Linked DNA regions of Zea mays: all the other regions are linked to region 2. A link is a contact called in public Hi-C data. All regions are on one chromosome and are shown on one strand. Each heading gives the region's core, a stretch centred on a gene start, on an enhancer-like site or on the middle of the called end of the contact. The rest is flanking DNA. Distances are from core to core; before and after follow the strand shown.

What was found. Hi-C and Micro-C count contacts between places; a contact is called where the count stands out from the background.
Region 1: a contact with region 2 is called in a Hi-C map of ear, with 5 times the contacts expected there. The contact joins the promoter of LOC103653308 here to the promoter of LOC100193443 in region 2. A contact is called at or near these places in 3 of 25 Hi-C or Micro-C datasets (ear, leaf and tassel).
Region 3: a Hi-C map of tassel shows a contact between it and region 2, with 2.2 times the contacts expected there. The contact joins the promoter of LOC103653310 here to the promoter of LOC100193443 in region 2. A contact is called at or near these places in 4 of 25 Hi-C or Micro-C datasets (bundle sheath, ear, endosperm and 1 more).

Annotation. Positions count from the first base shown.
Region 1 is chr4:62,682,304-62,686,413 of Zm-B73-REFERENCE-NAM-5.0, forward strand. It overlaps LOC103653308 (QWRF motif-containing protein 4), which reads right to left and starts at 2,426. Exons shown (of 6, transcript XM_008680245.3): 1 at 855-2,426; 2 at 533-652; 3 at 175-291; 4 at 1-78. The coding sequence starts at 2,123.
Region 2 is chr4:62,839,608-62,843,874 of Zm-B73-REFERENCE-NAM-5.0, forward strand. It overlaps LOC100193443 (calcineurin subunit B), which reads left to right and starts at 2,289. Exons shown (of 6, transcript NM_001138562.3): 1 at 2,289-2,485; 2 at 2,578-2,702; 3 at 2,909-3,005; 4 at 3,106-3,215; 5 at 4,215-4,267. The coding sequence starts at 2,416.
Region 3 is chr4:63,033,207-63,038,021 of Zm-B73-REFERENCE-NAM-5.0, forward strand. It overlaps LOC103653310, which reads left to right and starts at 3,543. Exons shown (of 2, transcript XM_008680248.3): 1 at 3,543-4,252; 2 at 4,356-4,412. The coding sequence starts at 4,013. The coding sequence ends at 4,412. It overlaps LOC103653311, which reads right to left and starts at 4,494. Exons shown (of 5, transcript NM_001353377.1): 1 at 4,359-4,494; 2 at 4,123-4,234; 3 at 3,288-3,373; 4 at 3,082-3,205. The coding sequence starts at 4,128.

The DNA of each region.
Region 1 (4,110 bases), core at 1,176-3,675, 160 kb before region 2:
GTAGTAGATAGAGGAACTCAGAGCTTGCATGACATCAACGGCTGAGCTTATAGCGTTCCTGACTGCAATTCCGTCAGCCTGCTCACGCAGTAGCAATGCCATTATTATATATATCCTAGTAGAAACAATAAAGACTACTGTTCATTAGTTGGAAGATGTTTGTTTGGCACACACCTGTGCTCCTGATGTGACTGGAAGGCGAAGCGTGCTTGCTTTGAGAGCCTCCGTCGCCTCAACTAGTGTGCCATTGCATTCTTCTTCTAGTGCAGGCCATTGCTCAAGGTAACAAATCTGAATCATACTAGTGTATGCATGGTCAGTAAACCGAATTATGGGAGAAAACAAGGCTGCCCATAAGGTTTCCACACATATATATCTATTCAATATGGTTGGTTCTTTCCATTATCTAAAAAACATCTATTTATTAATATGGTTTTTTTTCAAAAAAAAAATGTCTATGCATGGGTCCTCCGATCCTAAACAGGTCGAGATGCAAAAACAAAGTGACTGGTTTCTGAATATTGCACTGCACCTGCTCTGTTAGAATGTGATACAGCTTCACTTGTTGCTGCAGGTGTCGCACACTGTCTCTTGTTATTGCCATAGCATCCCGCAGTGTCGAGATACTTTCCCAAACATTGTAAAGAACACTCTGCTTGCATGATAGGAGAAAAAGGGTTTCGTGTCAGTTTAACGTTGGTACAGAAAATTTACCTACAAAAAAAACTAAAAAATCACTTAAGACACTAAAACACCATTGCCGGTAAATAGTGTGCATACTGACTGATTATATGATGCAAAAATATATATATCATGAACATAGGTAACGTAAGATGCGACGTTGCCAAAGTTACCTCAACACTATTTCTATGGGACAGTGTCTCTTCTGAATGTGCATTCACGAAGCGCCACTGCAGATACCTACTGCTCAGCAGACGGAGCTGGTGTACGTTCTCAATCTGGCATGCGTTCTTCTTCCCTTTCCGCGCATCAGCGATGATGTAGCTAAAAGCAGGCTGTTCGACAACCGTTCGAGCAGCCGAAGACGCGCATTTCGATTGGCAAGCTGCTGCTGACGGCCTCATCCGCGACGGGGTCTGGCAGGACCGGGAGGTAGTAGACGAGGACCGGCGCAGAGCTGGAACGGGCAGAGAAACGGCCTGCTTGATCGGGCGGCAGGTGGGTTTAGAGCTCTCCGACATCTGCGAGGAGGCGTCGCTGCTGGAGTCCGCCGCCTTGTCTTTCCTTCTCCGGTGAACGATCTGCGCCGTCTCGTTCGATGGTCCCCGCTTCACGCTCTTGCCGGTTGCTGCGCCTTCACATGGACGCGTCCTCCTTGGAGGAGAACGTCCTGCTGAAGCATCTGATGACGAAGAGGCGTCAGACCTGCTAGCCTTTTCCGCAGAAGCGGCGGTTGTCGAAGAGAGGCCAGCCATCATCCCCGGCCACCAGTGTTTATCGGCGAGGGCGACACTGTTGGCAGGGGACTCCGGAGGGCGAGCATTCTCGTGTTGGCTTTGGTCGCCGGTGTTGTTCTTGCTCGTGCTCCTTCCACGAGGTCGAGGGCTCGTGCTCGTCTTCCTCTCAGCCACAGCTCCTGGCCTCAGTCTGACCACCGGCTCTGAAGGTAGGCCACGGACTAGCCTGTCTACCTTACTGGCAGTGGCAGGGGACTGCCCGTGCTCTGCCTCTGGTCGAAGCAGGGGAGACGAGCACGAGCTCCGCGCCGACGCCCACGGGCGGTCGGAGTCTTTGCCCTTCCTTGCACGGGGTGGAGTGCCGTGTCCATCGGCGGCCGCGTCACGTGGAGACACGGCAGACGCGGACCTCGCCGCGGCCGAGGGCTTCAGCCGAGAGGACGGCGCAGGAGAAGGCGCGGCAGCCGACCGCGCTCCGTTGCACGTCGCCGAGCCGCCGTCCGCAGAGGCGGGGCCGGGGCTCGGAGAACCGCACCGCCTCGCTGCAGGAGCCGCCGGCGACACCGACACGGGCTTGAACCTCGAAGGGCTCTCTGTTCTCCGACCGGCGGGGGCTGCTGCATTGTTCTTCTCGGACGGCGCCAGCGGCCGCCTCTGTGCGGCAGCAGCAGCCTTGCTCCGCTCAGCCTTCATGATGGATTCCATGACGATGACGACGAAGGAGAATGGAATAGCCGCGCGCCAGAGAGGCAGCAGTAGTAGCACGCACCACCCACATCGGTGTGGCTCTCATCAAGGTACGCGCGCCCGTCCGCCACTGCCAGTGCCACGGCAAGGCCACGCCACGCGGGGACTACCGGAAAAGACAGAGACACGGATCCAACCACCGGGATAATCAGCCAAGATAGAAGCTAGCGTTAACCATCTCGGACGGACTAGAGAAGGAGCAAAACCCAGTCCCCCACCACACCACGTCGCGAGCGGGGCCAAGAACCCGGACCCGGACCCCCCACTCGGGGAAGCGAGCGCTACAGCGACGACGGCGCACGCTCTGGCCACCGGCGGCCGGTGCATGCCCGATGGCGACAGCCAAGTGCCGCGGTCACGCGCGCGCGCGCATTCGGCTATGGCCTATGGGTTAGGAAACCCTCCGGCCGGTTTGTTGCTACTGTAACGAGTCGCTCTCGTCACGGGGATGCCGTTGCCGTCATGCCGTGGACTGGTCCGCAACGGTCCCCTGGGGGAAGAAGAAGAAGGCTCTCTAGCTAGCGCAACGTGGGGCTCACAGGTCACAGCCATGGCGAGATGGAGGGCAGTGGACACATGCACTGCCGTGTGAATTTCCCGTGACTGAAGGTACTGCTAGTGTGCTAGCTCGGACGGACGGAATCAAGCGCGGCGTTTCCTGCTGCTCATACTCGCCGGCTGCGACGACGCTACCGGCTACCTGCATGGATGATGGAATCCATCATGGAAATCTTTGCGGCCGACAGCGACACATGATGGAGCGGTAGTAATAATATACAGCTTCGAAGCAGCAGGGGAACACATGGATGGTTCAGTAACACTTCAGCATTGTTGGTTCTACGCAGACAATGAGACAAGCCCACAAAATCCAAGCCTCCGTGGTTTAGAAAAAAAAAACCGGAGGAAACATATATAGCTGAAAAATAGTCCAAGAAACAAGCAAGATAGATAGACATGAAGAGTTACCGGCACGTTGGTAGCAGCGGCCCACGATAAATAAACTAGTATTATAAAAATGTAGCCAAATTGGCTTCGAGTTGAGCCGTTCTCCAAGTCCAGCGCGCCGCCACACCATGCGCGCGTTTCTGGATCTGAAGCGACCGGCGCTATCAACCTGGACGCACCCCCACGGTGAATCAAAATGCCCAATCGCACGGAAAGGGACGCTTGACTTGGGCGCAAAGGATTCGATGTAAAGGCGCCGTACGGTACGATACGGTTACTGGCTTGGTACAGCACAGCAGCGCGAAGAGGACGCCATGCGAAGCGAAGCGAGGAACACGGCTTGAATTGGTCGGCATATAGTTGGCCAAATGGCACTAACACGACGGGCCGGCACTGGCACGGCACTAAAAAGCACGGCACTGGCACGGCACGGCACGGACCTTTTAGTGCCAGTGCCGGGCACGGCCCGTTCTTAGTGCCGTGCCTGGGCCACCACTTGGGCCCGTAGGGTCGGCCCAGGCACGGCACGGTAAATTGGGCTGGCACGGCGCCGGCACGGCCCACCCAGCAGCCGGCCAGCAGTGTAACCCGCCCCCGGCCCCCACTTCCCAGTCCCCACTCCCCAGCCGCGGCCGCTCAGTCGCTCACTCGCTCACCCGCTCTCGCTCTCGCTCAAACCCTAACTCGCTCTCGCTCAGCCGCGGCCCGCGGGCGATTCGGCGGCGTCCGGCGAGCTCCCCTCTCCCTCGTTCCCTCCGGCCTCCGCCTCCGCTAAGCGCTCCGGTCTCCATCTCCGCCTCCGGTCTGCGGTCTCCGGCTCTCCGCCTCGGCGCCTCCGCTCGGACTCGGATCGATCGTCGCTCGTCGGAGAATGGAGATCCTCTCCGGCTCTCCCCCGCTCGGATCTGCGCATTTGTGAACCGGGTAACTCAGATCCATAACCCCCGCTCGGATCTCTTGTCTTCTTCTCCCCCTCCGGTGTGATCTGCGGAGATCTCGG
Region 2 (4,267 bases), core at 1,039-3,538:
TGTGGTGGTTGGGGTTATTTATAGCCCTCAACCACCAAGAAGCCGTTGGGGAAGGCTGCTAGCGATGGGTGCACCGGATAATCAGGTGCGCCACCGGACAGATCCTGTTCACTGTCCGATGCGCCGCCACGTCACCCAACCGTTAGGGTTCAGAGTGAAGTCGATCGTTGGAGCTTTGTCTCCTTGCGGCACCGGACAGTCCGGTGCCACCGGACAGGTCTTGTTCGCTGTTCCGTGCGCCTCTGAATCTGCGGCTCTGACTCTGCACGCACTGTTCCTCTGTCAGCAGCTTTTGCAATCGACCGTTGCGCAAATTAGCCGTTGCTCCGCTGGTGCACCGGACAGTCCGGTGAATTATAGCGGAGTGCGCCTGCGGAAACCCGAGAGTGGCTGGTTGGACACAATACGGTCCTGGTGCACCGGACACTGTCCGGTGGCACACCGGATAGTCCGGTGCGCCAGACCACAACACACTTGGTTTCTTTTGCTCCTTTGATTTTGATCCCTAATTTGAATATTTATTGGTTTGTGTTGAACCTTTATGCACCTGTAGAACATGTACTCTAGAGCAAACTAGTTAGTCCATATATTTGTGTTGAGCATTCAACCACCAAAATTAATTGTGGGAAAAGGTTAACCCTATTTCCCTTTCAGCTGCTCTACCACCTCCAAGATTATTTGATCATTATATACCTTTGCTACCAGGGTCTGTGCCAGTTAATACAAGACTTTGCAGATACTCTCCTTTGCATAAAACCGAGATTGAAAGGCAAGTGGCAGAGCTATTGCAAGCTAGACTTATTCTTCCAAGTGTTAGTCCTTTTGGCTTACATGTTCTTTTGGTTCAAAATAAGGATGGGACTTGGAAATTTTATGTGGATTATCGAAAATTGAATGACATGACTATAAAGAACTGATTTCCTATGACTTTGGTGGGTTAAATCTTGGATGAGCTAGCATGAACATAATATTTCTCTATCCCTGATATGACAGCTGGGTACCATCAGATCAGGCTGGGTGAGAAGGATGAACTAAAAACAGCTTTTAAAACCCATCATGGGCACTACCAGTTTCGAGTAATGCCTTTTGGGCTTACTAATGCCCCAGCAACTTTTCAATGTGCCATGAACTCGATTTTGGAACCATGCCTTAGAAAGTTTATAATGGTGTTTATAGATGATATCTTGGTGAATAGTCCCAGATTTCAAGACCATTTACACCATTTGAGGCGAGTGTTCACCATTTTGAGGCAACATCAGTTTTATCTCAAGAAGTGTGCCTTTGCTAAGGTAGAGTTGCAATATTTGGGCCACATTATTTCCAAGGAAGGTTGGCTACTGACCCTTCTAAAACAGAAGCAATGGGGAGATGTCTAGTCCCTACCTTTGTTACAGAGTTGGGGAGGGGTGTGCCTGATGGGATATTATAGGAAGTTTGTTAGGCATTTTGGTACTTTGGCAAAGCCTCTAACCAGATTACTCGAAGGCAAGAAAGTATGACACTAGATTGAAGAAGCCCAACAAGCCTTTGTAAGTTTGAAGCAAGCCATGACTCAGACCCTTGTACTTGCTTTGCCTCGGTTTGATGTGGGTCTTGTGGTAGAAACTGATGCATGCGATGAAGGGATATGAGCTATTTTGATGCAAGAGGATAGACCATTAGCTTTTTTGAGTAAAGATTTGGGAGTGAAGAATAAGCAGTTGTCTATCTATGGGAAGGAGTTTTTGGCACTAATCATGGTAGCTGACAGGGGGCGACCTTATTTGCAGAGGTCTCAGTTCATTATTAAAACTACTCTTTTGTACACAATTCTAAACTGTAAACCCATCAAATTTGTCATGGCTAACCCTAAACCAAAGTATTCCGTGTGCATGGCCTACTTCATGTCAAAAACTTCTTTTTATCAATACTCAAAAGTACTAATTTATTTTGTATAGAAACCTATTGACAACATTAAAAAAAATTACAATTACATACCAACTTGTAGCCACGAAAAGGAGCAAAATATTTGTTTCTGTTGAATTAAAAGGAAAAATAAGAAGGACGACAACTATGGTAGTTGAGATAAAAAATAATTTTATAACCATTACAAGAGGTAGGAATATAGGGAAGGAATCTTGACGAGAAAAATGAAATATTAGATAAATTTAGGGGAACAATTGCGGACAGTTTAAGCGCTCCATGATGTATATGGCCTTATTACGCAGCCCGTTCAAACCTTTTCTCGAATAATACGGCCCATGGCACATCGATTTGGGTCACGGTATCGGCCCATGTTCAAAAACTCCAATGGTTCAATTTCTTATGTCACGTCCAGATTGGGAATTCCATCACGCCTCGTCCTCTCCGTCCCGACCAGAATCATCGCTTCTTCCTGCTCCGGCGATATCCGCCGCCGCCTGCGGTCCGGCCGAGATGGGGAGCACTTCCTCTATGCTCACCCAATACGATATCGAGGAGGTCCAGGACCATTGTAACCACGCATGTCAGTCGCTAACTCTGACACCTAATTCGCTCCCCTGATCTGGTCTAGTCTGATCTAATCTGGTGCTTCGCCGTCGCGGCTATCGGCGCTAGTCTCGCAGCAGGAGATCGTATCGCTGTACCACCGCTTCTGCCAGCTCGACCGTAACGGTGGTGGCTTCGTCTCCGCTGACGAGTTCATGTCGGTCCCTGAGTTCGCCGTAAATCCCCTCTCCCAGGTACGGCCCCCACCCACCGCTAAACTCGCCTCACGCCACTAACCACTCTCCTCTGTTGTCGACAACATCCTTGGAGTATGCTAATGGCTAGAGTCGTAGAGACCATGCTACGTTGAGGGTTTTGGCTGGAGCATGTGAATTGTGTGCTTAAGGAGGTGTTGTTCCCTGATAATTTGCAATTGAAGGTTGCTTTGTTCTAATATCAGAGGCTCCTGAGGATGCTGGATGGGCTCAACTTCAAGGAGTTTGTAGCATTTTTGTCAGCTTTTAGCCCCCGCACAAGCCTGCAGCAAAAGATTGAATGTAGGTATTAGATTTTTATTAAACTTCTATATTATTTGTCAATATGTAGTGTGGAAATTCTTTCAAATCTTTTTTGTCTGATTTTTTATATTTTCTCCAGTTATTTTCAGGGTTTATGATACTGACTGCAACGGGAAGGTTGCTTTTGATGACATCTTGAGCATCTTGCGAGATCTGACAGGTTCATTTATGACAGAGCAACAGAGACAGGTTTGTATTCTGGATTTCTGGTTCTTTGTGTTATCACACGACATAACAAAACGAATTAATAATCTTGACTTTTCCGTCTTGAGTTTCCAAATACTGGATATACCACATGTTTTCACATATTGCTTTTAGTCTGTGATTAATTAGGGCCTGTTTGGAAGCACCTAGTTTTTTAAAAATTGGTTTATGAAAACTGAGGTGGTTCCAAATATACCAGTTTATGCCCCAGTTTATAAAAACCGGATTTCTAGTTTCTTAAAACCAAGAAGCTAGCCTCTCCTAGCTAAAACCAGTTTATGAAAGCTGAGGTGCTTCCAAAGACCACCAACCAGTTTTTTTTATAAACCAATTTCTAGAAACGGGAGATAGAAACTGGATTCTTAAAAACTAGGTCGCTTCCAAACATGGTCTGTTTGGAAACGACCTAGTTTTTAAGAATTTAGTTTCCATAAACTGGTTTATAAAAAATTGGTTAATGGTGTTTGGAACCACCTCTATTTCCATAAACTAGTTTTAGCTAGGGAAGATTAGTTTTTTGTTTTTTAAAAAACTGGAAATCCAGTTTCTATAAACTAGAGCATAAACTGGTATGTTTGGAACCACCTCAGTTTTCATAAACCAGATTCTTAAAAACTGAGGGCTTCCAAACAGGCCTTAGTTGTGTAATTCATACCTGCACTTCTTGCGTGGTCATGAACTGTTAGATAGTTTCAGCTGGCAAGTTATCTCGGTAAAACATAATGCCTTTTGCAAGGAGTTTATCTTTCTTTCTCCCCCAGAAAAAGGCACTACTAGCACAATGCATCAGGATACAGTTTCCTGGAGTTAAGATTTCTTAATTTGGGTATATATTAGCTTTAAGAGGCATTCATTATTGTACATATTTGTGCGATAGTAATGTAAGAGACATTTTGGTCATTATGGTATTGTCCCCCGTGCGTGCACATTAGCATTAGTCTTTTCTGGCTATTCTCACGTGAAGACACATATTGTGCATTACAGAAAGTCTTGATTCATGTGTTAGAAGAAGCTGGATACACAAAAGATTCACATTT
Region 3 (4,815 bases), core at 2,293-4,792, 190 kb after region 2:
AACTGAACTGCGATTTAATTTTATTTTACAAAGACAGCCCATATGAACTTCAATATGTATATGATTTTATTAAAAAAGTCTACGCTTACATTAATATATGTAGATGGCCAAGCTATTAGTACCACCATCTAAAAATATAAGGCGTAATTTATTTCATTAGGACAAGCCTTTGTCCAAGAATTACTCTTACTACATAACATTTGTGACACAAAATTGATGCTAAATTCATATTCAAAAGTATTCCCTCCAGTTCAAATTATAAGATGTTTTAGCTTTTCAAGATACATTGATTTTTTACTGTCGGGTACCATAATTAGGGGTCCCCCAGTACTCCTAAACGTGGCTGGAGAACATCTTTAAAACAAACCATAAAGACTGGTAAGCACGGTTCAAAGTTAAGGCCTCATCTACCGAGGGACGCGATCCCGTCTCACCCAAGGCTAGCCTCGGGCAAGAACAGTAGTCCCGAACGGATTCACGGCTCGCCCGAGGGTCCCCTCAGGCAGTGGGCGCACCCCCGGCTCGCCCGAGGCAAAGCTCGGGCAAACTTTGTCGTATAGCGGCCTCGGCCAAATCACCTTGCCACCGACCGTATCACGTGCGCATTTAATGCGGAGATCACCTGACACCTTATCCTGACACGCGCGCCTCAGTTGGCAAGGTCGAAATGACCACAGTCACTTCACCCTTTTACTGATCGTTCTGACAGGATAACAACACTATTCATCCCGTTCCGACCACTGTGCCAACCACCGGGGTAAGACTAACAACAGTAAGTTGCTGACTCTCCCGAGTTCAGCCTCGGGCGCAGCAAAGAGTTCCGCCTCGCCCGACCCAGGCCTCGGCCCCAGCCTCGGCCTCGGGAGGAATCATCACCACGCCCGACCCAGGCCTCGGCCTCAGCCTCAGCCTCGGGAGGTCTTCGCCTCGCCCGACCTAGGCCTCGGCTTCAGGAGAAATCACCGCCTCGCCCGAGACGGCCTCAGACCGACTACGCGAACCGGGAATACAACACTATCCTTCCCCTAGCTAGCCACCTCAGGCTACGAAGGAACAAGACCGGTGTCACATCAAATTACTCCAGTAGCAGGTAATGATGATTCCCGGCATGCGCCCATGACGTCGACTGTCCTCAGCTCTCTACGAAGGCAAAGAAACGTCAGCAGGACCTGGGGCCGCACCGCCAGCTACGCTTCTACAGGGCTCAAGTACTTCTCCGCCAGCCACGTTAGCACATAGCTACACCCCCATATGTACAGCTGGGTCACCTCCTTGTATCTATAAAAGGAGATGCCCAGGGCCTTCCCACGACACGTTTTGAAGGCTTACTCAGACGGCTCACCCAACATCATCACAAAAAACACTTCAGGGCAAACCTTCTCTCCACAACACTAGACCTCTCAAGAGACCTGGGATCCGTTCCTTCTCTCGCAAAACTTGTATCCTCTACTACAAGCACCCCGGTGCAAGATAATATAAGCCTCATCCTCCCTCTTGTGTTTCATCTTGCATCAATCCATCCGGGCAGGGACACGCAGCATAAAATTCACTAGTCGGTTGAGGGCCCTCCGGGTTCGAAACACCGACATTTACTATGCATCTAGCTGAGTTGGTTAGATGGTCTAAGTAGCACTCCTCAGGTCCTAAGTTCAACTCTCTGTGGGAGCAAATTTCAGGCTGAGGTTAAAAACAAGTCACTCGTTGGTTCCCTTGACCGACATGGGTGAATCGACCTATGGTAGGCGGGCCCTCGTGTAAAAGGCTAGTCGTGTCGGTTGGGTCTCAAAGCACGGGTAAGGCCACAGGGTGGTGCGGCATCCCCATGTATGAGGGGGCTAGCATTCGTGGCTTTTCGCAGCCGAGCTCCGATTGAGCTCTTCTGTGAAATACCATGGGGGCAGCCTTTCCCCCACCGACCGAGTTTTTTTAAGTGCATAACAAAAGTTATGTATCTAGAAAAGTCAAAACGTCTTATAATTTGAAACGGATGGGGTCCTTATCTATGATTATGATTTTACATCAGATAAATGGCATGTTACAGAGTAACTATTATTCAAAGCTTGTCCTCACCAAACAAAATATGTTCAAAGAGAACTTTACAAAACAACAGTCTATTAGGCAGTGCTACCTTGTGTATAGAACTGAGGATGGAAAGAAAATAGTAGAGCAGTAGACAATTTTATCAATTCCGCTTTCTAACCAATCACCATACTTTCTTGCACAGAAAAAGAAGGTCCTAATATTTTGGGTAGCATCATATTGTTTCTCAGTTCTCTCAGACTTGTATTGTTTCTCAGACTCATCTTTTTTTTGGGTAAAGATTTATAGAATCCTTAACCAGAAGAGCTGTTAAGCCAGAAGATAACTCACACATGGCTAACAGTGATTGCACTTAGATACTCACACATAGCTAAATGAAAAAACCAGCAATGATGCTATACATACATAAACCCTCATCTTGTACTAAGCCATAATTTCACTCAATATTTACCAAGGTTCTAAAAGATGTTAGGCGCTAGACAAGCAGTAGGCCACTTCCTAGCACTTAGATGGACTAAACATAGATTAAACATGATCAAGAGTTGGCGATTTTTTTATTTATTTTAATCTTTATTTTTTTCTGGAACACATATGGCTAGTTTAAATGCCCAACTTCGATCTCAGAAGAAATTGTAACACAGGTAAGGCAATTTCAATTCCAATTATTCCAGACTTGCAAAGAAGTGGTGAAGGGACTTGCAATTTTGATCCTCGTCGTGTTTCCATTTTCACTAGCTCTTCTGCGTGCTTTTTTTCCTGACAGCTAGCCGGCGTGGTCACACATAGCCCACCAAGCCAGCCAGGCCACTGTGTTTTTGTGTTACTCCGCCACTTAAACACTGCCCACGCCTACGCATACCACCTAGAGGTGTGCAAGGCTTTATTTGATGCCCAGGCCCTAAACAAGACACTAGGGGTCCATTTCAGGTTCAATCGTGAGTAAACATAAGTCTAATTAGGTTTTTTTTAACCATGATATTTATGCGCTAGAATTTCTCTAAACATTTGAGCTATAACTTAGAAGAAGAGTGGAGGCAATACCTGCATGAAATTGTAACGTTCTCTTCCGATCGATTCGTTCTCAGCAATGGCAAAATATGCTAGCATTGGATAGTGCCCAATATAAGAGGCATAACTGTCTCTCTGGATGTTTACAGCCCATTCACTGTAAATAAGGAAACAAAATTAAGCATTGATGTCTTATAATTTAGTAGCATCTTTTGTTACAAAAAGAACAGGATACTTACAATCTAGACAAATCAGCATGCCCTGTACCAACATATTTGGCTTGAAGATGCTCAAGCTGAGAGTTTATGTTGAACCTATCGCTAGCCTTTCAAATAGTAAATTGTGTTAGCAGTATTGCATTGAAAATGTCAGAAAACCTAGCTACTGAACGAACACTGAAGACTAAGATCCAGTTGAACCTTTAAAGAGAAAACGTAGAAAACATCAGATTATCAGAAGCCCACAAGAACAGGTAACACCCACCACACTTCTTAAAATATGCCAGGCAGATAAATGAACTGCACTATCTAAAATTCGAAGTGTGTGCGCCAATGAGCTTTAGCAAATAAACAACAAACACAAATTCATGCTCTTACAAAAGGTATATCAGGTTATTACACCAGGGCTATGTAAAATGACTCATACAACTATAATCCTCCACAATACTAATTGGGGGGAAAATATAAGCACTCCAATAAGAGTATATATATTATACAAAATTAACACCCCAAAGCATTACTATTAGCTCAATAAAATAACAAGCAGCGTGTAGAACAAGCTCTAGTGGGTAATGCTTTGGTTTGAACTTATGATAAAAAGAATAACAATAGCAATTCCACCACCAAACACTGAACCACACATCCAATCCACTCTGCACTAAATTTCAGACAAAAAGGAATTGAGTTAATTGTATTTCAGGCCTCCATCTATAAGTTCCGTAATATCAAAATAGGACAGGAAAAGCATGGAAGAACAGTTCTCCATTTTTAACCAAATGAAAATTTCTAGTACCGCAGCATATAGAATACAGATCACGCGCCAACCAATCAAGAGAGATAATCCAGTACTACCCACCTGCATGATGGTGTGCTGTGGTCCGGCACCTCAAGCGAATGCTGGCAACTCCGGATTTAGATGCGTGACTAGAAGCAGCGGAGGACCCAGTGAAGAAGATTGGGTGCACACCCTATAATAAAAAAAGTTAGTATGCATAATACATGTTCATACATTTGTTATTAAATAAGATCAGTTTAAGTTAGGGTTTGGGTGCTGGGTTTCACACGGCAGGAAGGAGAAAATGGGTGGAGTACCTGGCGGTGCTCGCCGCCGAAGAAGACCTGGCGAAGGGTCTGACGGAGACCTGAGCACCTGGCGTACGGCGGCGGCGGTCGCCCAGTCGTCGCCAACTTCCACCGAGAGAGCGAGAGAGCACACAGCGGACGCGGGGTAGCAGGAGAACAATTACACAACGCAGGCACGAAGGGCCACAGAGATAAACGCAGCACGCAATTCTTGGCTCCTGGAATTGGCCTTGCCCGTCCGTTTTATTTATTTATTTTTATTCTTTGTATTTATTATATTTATATTTTTTTTTGGCAAACAATTGTTTATAAAATTGCAAATCCGGCTGAACGTTGGTTGCCATTGGTTGAATTGAAAGATTCTTTTTTCTAAATCTCTACTAGCTACAAGGGTAGCCTGCCTCTCCCTCGTTCTGCCTTTTCTCAATCCAGACCGTCCGTTTGTTGTCATGCCTCCGTTTTTGTG